Linked DNA regions of Mus musculus: all the other regions are linked to region 1. The links are chromatin contacts, called in public Hi-C maps. All regions are on one chromosome and are shown on one strand. Each heading gives the region's core, a stretch centred on a gene start, on an enhancer-like site or on the middle of the called end of the contact. The rest is flanking DNA. Distances are from core to core; before and after follow the strand shown. Region 1 has its middle 16 kb from the start of Gm32748. Region 2 has its middle 90 kb from the start of Tmem26. Region 3 has its middle 50 kb from the start of Tmem26.

The links. A called contact is a pair of places that touch in the nucleus more often than the background predicts.
Region 2: a contact with region 1 is called in a Hi-C map of Th1 cells, with 2.3 times the contacts expected there. The contact joins two enhancer-like sites. A contact is called at or near these places in 6 of 484 Hi-C or Micro-C datasets (the AML12 cell line, Th1 cells, liver and 2 more) and 1 of 9 other capture datasets (embryonic stem cells).
Region 3: a contact with region 1 is called in a Hi-C map of regulatory T cells, with 2.9 times the contacts expected there. The contact joins two enhancer-like sites. A contact is called at or near these places in 1 of 484 Hi-C or Micro-C datasets (regulatory T cells) and 1 of 115 datasets of contacts at active chromatin or transcription factors (regulatory T cells).

Annotation. Positions count from the first base shown.
Region 1 is chr10:68,354,501-68,358,467 of GRCm38.p6, reverse strand. No RefSeq gene overlaps it. Among named protein-coding and RNA genes, the nearest start is that of Gm32748, 16 kb to the right of the region's middle. Within about 2 kb of position 2,172, at least 108 of the 459 cell types and tissues checked have an H3K27ac peak or open chromatin away from gene starts, as enhancers often do. A contact at or near this core is called in Th1 cells and regulatory T cells, where this site is marked.
Region 2 is chr10:68,631,472-68,635,365 of GRCm38.p6, reverse strand. No RefSeq gene overlaps it. Among named protein-coding and RNA genes, the nearest start is that of Tmem26, 90 kb to the left of the region's middle. Within about 2 kb of position 1,580, at least 6 of the 459 cell types and tissues checked have an H3K27ac peak or open chromatin away from gene starts, as enhancers often do. A contact at or near this core is called in Th1 cells, where this site is marked.
Region 3 is chr10:68,671,488-68,675,629 of GRCm38.p6, reverse strand. No RefSeq gene overlaps it. Among named protein-coding and RNA genes, the nearest start is that of Tmem26, 50 kb to the left of the region's middle. Within about 2 kb of position 1,794, at least 60 of the 459 cell types and tissues checked have an H3K27ac peak or open chromatin away from gene starts, as enhancers often do. A contact at or near this core is called in regulatory T cells, where this site is marked.

The sequences.
Region 1 (3,967 bases), core at 923-3,422:
GAAACCAGGCTGAGCAAGCCATTAAGCAGCACCCCTCCTTGGCCTCTGCATCAGCTCCTGCTTCTGGGTTCCTGCTTTGTTTGAGTTCCTGTCCTGACTTCCTTTGATGACCACCAGTGATGTGGAAGGTAACCCTTTTTCTCCCAAGTTGCTTTGGACATGGTGCTCCATCCTACCAATGCTAACCCTGACTAAGACACTACAGGTGAAATACAAAGTTGATCAAACTGGGTGAAAATTTTGTAATAATCCATAGTGTAATGATGATGCCTGTTATAAAATAGCTACAAGGGATTTTGCTTATTTTTCTTGATTCTTTGGTCAAGTACATCTGAGAAGAGACAATACAATGTAGCACAAGATGATCATAAATGAGTTCAGCATTTGGGGATTTTTTTTTAAACACAGTTATTCTGGAGGGTAATGAGATGCAATAATGTTTCAAATGTTTATTTATTTATTGGATGGGGATGGGGGCACTATAGCCTTCTCTTGATAAATCTCTGTAGTCCATTCTCTACCACCTTCTTGTGGCATCCAAAGCTCCAGTTCCCATCTCTGGACCTTCGCCAAAGCTCCTCTACTCCAGATGCTAGCTCGCTTGTCCCCCTTAAAATGATCTTTTAAAAAAAAATACTTATTCCCATCTTTGGAATGCCATGTTTTGGGACCCACTGGCATCTGCTGTTACCCCTGACATCAAATGGAGGTAGCATAGTTCAACTTAAGCTCTTTAAGTACACAAGGGAACAGGCTGATGTCGTTTCTCTCTGTTTCCCTCTCACAGAGAGGAAATGAGTAACAATGGGAGAAAGCCATGTGTGTTCGTGGAGATCAGAACATTAAACTGGAGCATCAACCAGCTCTTCGCTGAGGAGTTCCAGGAAGAAGGTTCCCACAGAGTTGGCCTTCACCTACATGAAAGGCTTCCATTCTCTGGGTGATGGCTTCTCGCCTTCCAAGATGGCGACTCACGGTCGATGTGGAAGCCTAGTTCAGTGTTTGCTGAGGCTCCAGTATTCATGGATTCCATACAGAACTGAGGTTCCTTCCCTGTTGAGGCACAAGCTCTTACCAAAACAGTGAGAACACCAAGACTGTATTCTTTGGTCCCAGCAAGCCCCTATACACTTCCCCAGGCAAGGAGCCCTAAGGAAGGCAAGGCTTCAGTCAACCTTTCTGGAGACACAACCTTCTTTCCCAGGACCTTCAGCTCAGCTAAGTGGAGACACCTGGTGTCTGGTGTTGCAACTTCAAGAAGATCAAAGAGTCTGGGCTGAAAATCGGGCCTCTCATAAAAGCTGCCTCATTCAGGACAAGTTCCAAAGCAGCAATTCAAATAGCAGTCCCGTTCTACTCCAAGGAGGCTCACTTCCCTTCAATAGCGCCGCCGTCCACCGACAAGGTTTTCTCCATAACCCTGCCTCTTTTAACAGGAAAGAATCTAGCATAATCACAGGGCAGGAAGTATTTATTAGAAGCCAGGGAGAATAGGTCTCCCTTTCTGGCCTCTTCATTTTGTGGGGTGTTAAGTCATGGGGGGTGGGGAGCAGGGGGCGGGGGAGAGGCAGATATCTGCTTGGTATGATATCTGGTTGGTGATATTTATAAGTAGCCAGCCAGAGTAGCAAAGTTGCCCCACACACACATCCTGAAAAAAAAAAAAAAAATTTTTTTTTAGCCTAAACAAGGCCAAAGGAATATTAAAGTTTCACTAGGGAAGAAATATGGCCGCTGCCAGGAACTGACTAGTCATAAAACCCAAGGCATTCAGGCGTCCATCATCGCCTGCCTTTTAATGACTGAACTAAAAGAAGAGACATCAGTTTTCAAAATAAGGTTATAAAAATGCTGTGCACAGATGAGGCCTCCAAATATTTTGATAGTACCCGAACAAAATTGCATATATATACATATATATATATATATACATATATATATATATGTATATAATCATTGAGACAAATCACAAAACATATGTTGTTATGTTTTGCTCTAAAAACCATGAAGTTTACCCAGAACCCTATTATGGTAACTGCTTCACTTTTCATGCATTCCTAAATTACCATGTAATCTAAAACCTTGTTTTCAGCGGCCCTATATTGGAAAGTCCCTTCAAACTAAGCAGGATGATGGCAGGCTCGCTCACATTCAGAAAGAAACCTGCCTTTGCTGCTGAAAATGAAAGTGGGATTTATCAGATAGACTCCTTTAAAACAGTCACCACCTTAGTGACACACGGGGCCTGACGCATCCAGGAAATGCCGAGACCAGGAATTATGCTTTAAGCTCTCTGCATTTTCAAACACATGGATAGTTGGTGTAAAAATATATTCTTTTCCTGCAGGGACGTGACTGTAATTAGTGTGTGCCAAAACTCTCTCTCTCTCCCGGAGATTTCATTGTCTTATCTCTTTGCAGCATCTTAATGCGATTTTATTTTACTTTGTCAAAGTCCTATTAACATAAATGTGTTCTCCATAGCAAACAGTGTTCTTTTTTATGCAAAACAGGATTCAGCTGACTCTAATAAAACAGCTTGCAGTCTATTAGAGTACAACAGTAATGTGCTTATTTTGTTTGTCAAATCAAGACCGCCGTCAGAAGGCTCTAGACAAAGATTTGTCTTGTTTTCCAGAATAATTGCCAGGGTGGGGCTACGTTATGATCTGTAAATGAATAGTATCGCTTAGAACAAACACTTCATATATCTTTTATCTTCCCCTGCACACAGTTCTGAGTTTTTCTTTGAAATCTTTGCTCCACTTTTCCACATAAGTCATCAGAATGTTTCCAAAGAATTTTAACTGCCAGATTAATTATATCTTACAAACAAAGATAGATTGCTTACATTCTTTATTCAGAAACCCTGCCAGTATGGAGCAACTGGCAACAAATTAATCTCTTTTGCAACCCTACAAAATGTTTTGCTATGAAAAGGCCTGGAAGGTAAATGGATCCTTTAAAAAAAAAAAAATCAGGTTGCTCATTCTGAAAGGCTAATCCTAAGCACAGAACAGAGGAGTAAATGAATCTAGCTACTCCCTAACTTTGCTCTTCCTTTTCTTTCTTTCTTTTTGTTTTTTGTTTTCTTGGTTTTTTGTTTTGTTTTGTTTTGTTTTGTTTTGTTTTTGTGTGTGTGTGTGTGTGGTTTTTTTTGTCTTTTGTTTTTTCCTTCTTCTTAACAACTAGGTTACAGCCTTCTGTTAATGGATTCAGTTAATTAAGTATTGCTGTGACCTGGTGGCAATTTCTGAAATCCAGAGAATTTTTCCCTCTTTTAAGGTCTGCCTCCCCCACGGGGCCCCGGGTGTAATCTGTTTGCAGAGAGTCTATGTATGTCAGCCCTGCTTCCCTTAGAAGCTTCTAGAATGTTTTAATAAATTTATCAACCGAAAAAAAATATTACAAACATTTCATTTCCTTTGACTCAGGCACACCACACACACACACACACACACACACACACACACACACACACACCACTGCCTTCATTGCAAATTCTTGCCAGTATGAATCACCCTAAGTAATGTTTGCTTTAACTTTAGTGTGGTTCAACAAACAACCTTTATATGGCTGGACTTCAAAGGGAGGAGAAATGAAGGTTGGAAATATGATAGGCGTAATCTATTATTAGGCATGAAACACTAAACCACTTTTAGCTATAACTCTAAAACCTGCATAATCTTAGGTTTTTTAACATAATGTGTATTTATTGTGCCTTCACTCACACAAGCATTTATCTCCCCGTGTTTGTGAGAGAAATACTTTCCACTGTAGCGTGGGCCACTACTTGGCTTAATTTTTCCTAATATTTAATTTAGAAAGGGGAAAATGGTAATATTATAACAGGATTCTCATGTGTCCCAGCCAAAATACTTAGTGTTCCTCTTTGAGTAAAATTAATCTGTTACCAGTTCCCTGACCTGCAAGTCAGGTTTCAGTAAACTAGGCATCCAGGGAGGAG
Region 2 (3,894 bases), core at 331-2,830, 280 kb before region 1:
GTTGTGATTGGGAGTCTGCATGGGAACACCGAAGGTCCTGTTTCCCAATAGGTTCTTGATTGATCAATGAAGATGCTAGTGGCCAATGAGCTGGGCAGAATAGGCGGGACTTCCAGTTTTCCCACAGGCAGGCTAGCAGACATAGGGGAGAAGAAGAGTATAGTCCATGTTTGTGGTGTGGGGAAGAGAGAAGAAGCCGTCAGTCACGTGAGATCTTGGGCAGAGTAGCCATCAGCCGCCCCCCTGACCTGGCCTGAGGTACCAGCTAGGATATTAGAAACGTAATTAAGCTGAGGGCATATTTAGGATGCTGAACAAGGGAAGGTAACTGAGCAACTAAAGTTGAGGGCAGATTTAGGGTGCTGAGTTCGGAGTGAAAAGAAGGATGTGAGATAGCCGAGAAAGGCTTGGAAGAGCCTGGCTATTGCACTAAAGTATATCAAAAATAAGCTTGTGTGTGTGTGTGTGTGTGTGAACTTGGGTGGGGCTGGTAGCATCATCCACCTGGAGCTTAAACCAGGGTAGCAAAAACTACGCTCTACGAGGTTGGTCTTGGATCATGATTTCAGAAGCTTCCAACACACGTTTGTCTGATTCTACTGCTTAGGAGTGAAGCGGAGAGAGAATCACTTGGTGTGGAACATATGGTTGAGGCTGCTCACATCACAGTAGCTAGGGAGGAGAAAGATGTGAGAAGTGCGGGGCCTGACAGGTACCCCCTGAAAGGACTTTCAGATACAAAAGTATCTTGGCAACCGGGAGCCAAAGAATATCACGAAGTAACACCACACAACAAATTGCTGAGACTCACAGAATGGTGGCAGCCTCTACGCAGGCGCAGAGAGACAACTGCGGGCTTTTCTAGGGTCTTCCGAACATGTGTAGTGAGTTAGTGGTAAAGCACAGCTTGGCCAGAAGTAGTGCTTGGCCAGTAACCCTGTGTTACGGGAATTGGGATTCTCAAAGCCCAATCTAGGGACAAGGTGACTTTCCACTGGCCTGCTACCAACCAAGCATCGCAGCCTGTGGGCAGATTCAGCTGCTGCAGCCTTAATGGCTGAAACTCTTGATGAAGTTAGCATCCATACAGTGCAATCAGCTCTCAGGAATGCCACTGTCTGGGACCCAAGTTTTGAATATAAATTATTCATATATCTGGAGGGACCCTTCCATCCAACTGTAACCAACCAACCGCAATAATTCAGTGTTTATTTACTCAACCCATCCCAAATTCACACCCAACCTAACACTAACTCCAGACTATGCATCTCATTAGCTCAAAACAAAAGTACATCACCTGTGTCTCTTGAGTCTAGTCATGATCCTCCCTATGGGAACCACCTATCCATCTGTGAACCTGGGGAACTTACGACACAAACACTCCTCTCCCTAAATATAATTGTGGTGCAGACATTATTGGAAAACAGTTACAGATACTGTCATTCAAACATGTAGGAAATCAAAGGCCATAAAAAGGTGCCACTTGTCCCAAGCGGTTTTTGAAATTCAGCTAGACATCCATCAGCAGGTTACTGGCACTAAGATTAATCCTCTAGGGCTCACAGGTGAGCCTCAGAGTCCCACCCCCTCCTGGGCTCACACACACTGTTTCCTGTCTGTGTTATGTTTGTGCAGTTTGGGTTGAGAGTTCAACTTTTCTTTGATGCTTTTTCTCTTTTCTCTCCTTTTTCTGTCCAAATTGGCAATGCCTCTGGAGGTGTCATAGTCTCCAAAGCTGTGTGACATTTTCCTGTGTTTCCTGGAAACTCACTGATTAGGTAATAATCATATCAGATTGCAAAGCGTGGTGTACAGAAAGAACCAGCTTCTCATATAAGTTGGTGACGATTTGGACAGGGAGGACATAAAATTGACATAAATAAGTGCTGTGTGGTCTGAATGAAAATGGTCCCTGTAGGTCCATAGCGGTTGACAATACTAAGGGGTGTGCCCTTGTTGGAGGAAGTGTGCATTACCAGTAGGCTTTGAGTCTTCTGAAGCTCAAGTCAGACCCAGTATTGCTCTTTCTTCCTGTTGCTTGTAGATCAAACCCAGATATCCAACTCTTAGCTACCACGGCAGCACCATGTCTTCCTACCCAGACAATAGTAGACTAAATCTCTGAGCTGTATGCCGTCCCCAATTTAAATGTCTTCCTATGTAAGAGTTGCTGTGATGGTCATGGCCACTTCTCAGCAATAGAAACCATCAGACACTAAGCGATTATTATATAGGAAAATAGAGAAATAATGTTACATTAATGCTAAAAAATGTTCAGGATTTGGGAAATATTTTGGTATTTTAGATTTTTTGATTAGGAAAACTTTACTTGTGATAGTAATGTGTTGATGGTAGTTAAGGGAGGAAGATTTTTTATTACATAATTTATTAAATTGTTTTCTATAGTAATTTATTACATCGTTTTCTATGTTTCAATGATTTAGGAAAATGGACAGGATAGAAATACTGTTCCAAAATCACTAGAGAAACGGTTTTTAGGTTAAACACACACATAACTGAACAGGCACAAAGCATACTTCAAATTTTAAGCCCATAAGACAAGTTTATTCCAATCCATTAACTGCAGCATAGTGTAAGAGAAATAAGATGCCCGGCAGGAATAGGGGGTAACAAAGTGTAAGGATGGAAATGTGTCAAAGGGCACGGTCAGTGTATGGAACTGACATAGCAAAAGCCACTGTTTTGGATAATGAATGTATGCAAATGAAGTTTTCAGAAAAGACCATAAAACTCTAACTTGCAAATTAATCAAGGGAGTAGAAAATAATAACAAAATGATAACAAATGGAAATTATTCACAATTAACCTGAAACAAATCTTAATGTAACAATAATTATAGTAATCTAATCAAAATCATCAGTTTAAAGTCACTGAGATTTGAGGGGAAATGATCATTTAATTACTATAACAGATGCATTTAAAGAAGAAGAATGAAAGAAGAATCAAAATCTAAAGAACTGCAAAGCTACCCACAAGATATACAAACCTGAAGTCATGATAACATCTTAACTTTTGTCAGAGTGAAACTGAAGGCAAAGATTGGGACGAGGCAGGATACCACAGTGATCTAATGGAGTCTTGTTTTAGGAAATAACAGTAGTGCATGTCCTTCTCACATGTGGGGCTTGAGTCTTAGGAAGGAAAACCTGAGAGAACTGGAGGGTTTGTTTTTTCAAGACACAGGTCTCTTTCAGAAATGTAACCGATGAAGAGAAATAATGGCGAAAACTCTGGATACTCTTGCCAGTTCTCTGAGAGAATAAGGCAGGCGAGTGCTTAAATGGTTCCTTATTCAGAAGAATCTATTGGACACTTGAGAGAGAATTCTAGTCTCTGGGAGGAAATCTGAAAGCTGGCATACAATATCCTTTTAAGAATCAGTATTAGTCATACTACTGATTATGATCACAAAATGATAGCAGACTATACTAAGATGCGTTTCCAAAAAAAATTTTTTTTGAAAGCAATACATCAAGTCCAACCCATCAGATGACTATGAATATTACAGAATTGCAACGTGAATTTGTGGAATAAATCTGACACTGGGGAAATCCACATGTGTGTTTAGAACAATGTATATAGAGCTGATAGAGCTGTGTTTCTGTCATGGAATACAAACATGTTTCTGCCATCTACATAAGTCTGAAAGTACTTCAAGGTTCAAGGTCTTACTGGTTACCTTTTATAGTGTTCTAATAAGGCATCATGACCTAAGCGACTTATAGAAATCATGGTTTATTGTGGCTTACAGTTCTAGGGGTTAGAGTTCATTAGCATCATGGAGGGGAAGCAGGATAACAGGCAGACATGGACGCTGGAACAGGAGCTGAGAACTCTCAGCTTCAATAGCAAGGAGGAGGTTAAGAGGGAGAA
Region 3 (4,142 bases), core at 545-3,044, 320 kb before region 1:
AGTATCTCGAATTGGCAATTTTGAAAACCTGAGTCACTAAATTATTTAAACAATCCCAATAATGACATGAAGCTATAACAAAGTATATCAATCAACACACCATCAAATTTTGTCAGAGAAGAACCTTTAAGCTACATGAGGTGACACATGTCTATAATCTCAGTACTTGACAGGCTGGTGAATTCGAGGTCAGCCTGGACCAAATCACCAGCCTGGACCACATGGTCAGACCCTGTCTCAGAAACAAACACAGCAAAACCAGAAAAACCTTTAAGGATTCAGATGCTAAACTTGAAAACCCAAATGTCCTCATGGAGAACAAAAACTATCACTTGCCTCCTCTGAATGAGATGCATTTGCTCACCTTGAAGACCATATTTAAATACCCAGGTCAGGATAATCAGCCTGTGTCCTATTGCCTCAAGCAAGAAAACTGTTCTGTGGAAAAGAAAGCTACCGAGCAATCAACAGTTTTGACTTGGATATTTTTTGTTTGGTGTTGGTTGTTGAGGTTAAAAAAAAAATCGTTTGTGATTCGACTTCTGTAAACTCGTCTCTCCTGCTGCAAACTCCCGAGTGCTGGGATCAGAGCTCTAAACTCATTTTCTTTTTTCTTTTTCTTTTTTTTTCCTTTCATAGCCTTCTAGTTTAGTCTAGCCTAGTCTAGTCTATTCCATTCAACCCCATGTCTTTGCATCCCTAAGTGTGAGGGCACATTATACATGGATGCCTTCCCTAGCGTATGATTTCATGGCCCTCCATTGCTTCACGCCCAGGTTTGCATGCATACACTCACACAGAAAAAAAAATACAAATTCTATAAATATTAATTTTTTTTAAAATGTCTGTGTATGTATCTGTGTGGGTTTTGGTGCAGGAGTGTGGTTGCTTTGAACCACTTATTTTTATGGCTGTGACACAGCGTCTGTCTAAAGCAACTTAAGCAGGGAAGGACTTCTTTTGGCTCACTGTTTGAAGGGATACAGACCATCACCATGGGAAGCCATGCTGACAGGAGAATGAAGCAGCTAGTCACGTTACATCTCCAGGGAAACAGAGAGAGATAAATGTGGGTGTTCAGCTCATGGTTCCCTCTTTATTCAGACTAGGACCAGGGATAATGAGATGGCGTGACACACATTTAGATGGGACCTACCTCTCTGAAAAATGCCCTCACAGGATAATACAGAGGTAGGGCTTCTGGTTGATTTTAAGTCCAGGTATTTTAACAGCGAAGATTAACTATTATAAGCTGTATCTTTCATCTTCACGTCCCCAGATGAAATATTTTGCTGTGCATTCTTGAATGTTAATTAAAGCTAACAATAGCAGAAACTAAGATCTCCAGCCACTGACCTTCTCATTATCATTACTAATTACACCACAAAGACACTGCCTTCCTTCATCTATAAATGAGGATAGCTGAGGCTGTAGAGATGGATCAGTAGCTAAGAGGACTTGTCACCTTTCAAAGGATCAGAACTCAGTTCCCAGCAACTGCAAGGTAGCTCACAACCATCCCTCATGGGCTCTGCAGGGTCACTGTGCACAGACATGTGCTGGACACATAAAATAAAAACAAGCCTTTCAGACTAACGCTGCAACCCTTGCCTAATGCACACCATAAGCTAAGGAAAATATGGACTTTCCTGACCACAGAGTCGTACAAAGCTGACATGGCAAAAGAACTAGAGGGCAGAATGGAGTTTCCAGATAAGGATATGGTAAGATTGCTCTAGGTTATTGGGGTGAGCCTAATCGAATCAAGTGAGCCATTGAGAAGAGAGGAGAGCTAAAGGTTCAACACGTAAAAGGACTTGATCTTTGATGTCTAGCTTTACAGAGAGAGAGAGGAGCTGGTTAGTCATCAGAGGCAGGTAGCCTGTACTTATTGAGAAAAACATCTACGTAATACCCAGGAAGGAAGCAGAAACCACAGTCCTACGGAATGGGGCTCTGAGAACCGTGTAAAAAGGCTCAGAGTTGAACCCAGCCCTAGAGCCTCCTGCAAGCAATTACACCATGTACAGCTTTGATTTCAGCAGCTGAGATAGATCTGAGAGCCTGCTGAGCTGAGCTGGGCCCAGAACTGTAACATGGAAGATAGCTACAGTTTTTAAACTACCGAGGTTTTGGGTTTTTTTTTTTTATTTTTAGTAATTAGCCTAGGAAGATGAATACATATGCAATGTAGCACTTATAAATGAAAAATGTCAGGTAAATATGCGCTCCCATCATTTGATACTGTGATCTAATGGAGACTTTGTGTCATAGAATGTACTGAGCTAATGTCGCATCTATTATAAGAATGATAAGGCTGACAGGGGAAGGAAGCAAGGCTTAGCTCATGAATTTAGTTTGCTTTTCAAATGCTTAACGTTCAGGCTGTCTCCAGGTCCATGGAGATTTGGCCTCCCTGAATACAGAAAGGTTTGATTAAAGCTCAAGTCCTCCTAAAAGCTTTTAATAGCTTTTCTTTAAAAAAAAATCCCAACCCTCTTTTTTGTAACATTCTTCTAAATGTAAGAAAGCACAAAGATAGTAAAGAAACAAAGGAGATAAAATTGAATCAGAGGCCCCCCTAGCTTCTCCATTATTCAAAGCACTCAGTGAGTTATAAATGATTTAAGGATGATCCAGCCAGGATTCTTTGCGTAAATAGTTTTCATCTTCCTGATTACTAAGCAGGAGAGAGAAGAGTCTGTGTTCCCATTAACAAAGGCTTTGAATTGTCTTTTGCCAAAAACCATGAGAACGTATTTCTTCCTGTGTAGTCTATTTTTTAATATGGAGGCAAATCAAGAGAACAATTTACAACTTTATCACTACTTTTATTGGACAGTTATGTGATGCCAGCAAGTGGCCAAGCATTCTACAGAATACAGAAACAGGACCCCAAGTACACAAACCAGGATGTAAGTGAAGCCGGTCAGCATAAGATACCACGAGGTTCAAAGCCAAGCCTTAGTGTTTGCTCATAATGGCACTGAGCATGAGGGGAGTCTAGACCCATAATGAGCCTCATAAACATTCATCGATTGTGCTAGGCTGAAATTTGACTCCTCCAGTGAAGAGAACATGCGTAAGTAGATGGGCGAGCCAGCCGTAACCCAACACTCACACCAGCTCGGGAAAGAGAATGAGATAATAATACACTGTAATAGCTGGCCCTTGTCATCTTTGAAATAACATGCAAGCGTTTATTAGTCAACCACCCCCGCCATGCTGTGGGAAACACAAATACTGCTTTTCTGCCGAAGAGCCTAAGAAATTGTGGTTTCGAGCGCAATCATTTCGCCTGGGCATCTCCCATAGAATTTCAACTAGAGAGTAGATAATTATTGTCCTCTGAAGCCTGAGAATATTCCCAGCAAATCTGGGGGCGGGGAAATATAAGACATTGGAGGGAGACATAGTAAGGAGGGATCTCTGAGGAGATGGATAGAGGGTACAGTGGGTGGGTCAGATCAAAATACAGTGTGCAAGTGTATGAACCCCTCAAAAAATTTTTTTTGGAACGGATGCAAGAAAGATGGTTCACCAGTTAAGAGCACTTGTTGCTATTGCAGAGGACCCAGGTTTGCTTCTCAGTACTGATGTAGAGGCTCACAACAGCCTGAAACCAGTTCTAGGGTATCCAATACTCTCTTCTATAATTACCAGGCATATACGTGGTGCACATACATACATATATGCAAAACACTCATACACATACAATAAAACACCTAAATGTCTAATCAATGAAAACACATGTGAAGTAAATCTAAGAGCACCCTAAATAAGCTCTATGGGTCAGGAATTTCCTTAACCATTGTATGAATTTTCTGTTATTCTGGAACATTACTTCCTCAGATAGTCAACAAAGGACCCCAGCGGGTTCACAGATACATCATTCTGGTCCATATGGTGCTTAGTTATATTAGACATATTTATGGTGCAGCTCTCTGGTCTACACTCTGTCAGATATGATGCAAGGTGTTGGGCATCTCTGGTTATTAAACATGCAGTCCATCGTGATGGGATTCTTTCTTACATCGGGGAGAACTAGGGGTGCAGGACTCAGCCCATCTTGACTCCAGCCTTCAGAAGTGGGATAGGCGAGCATGATACTGTCTTGGCTTCCTTCATGAGCAGGGCACTCC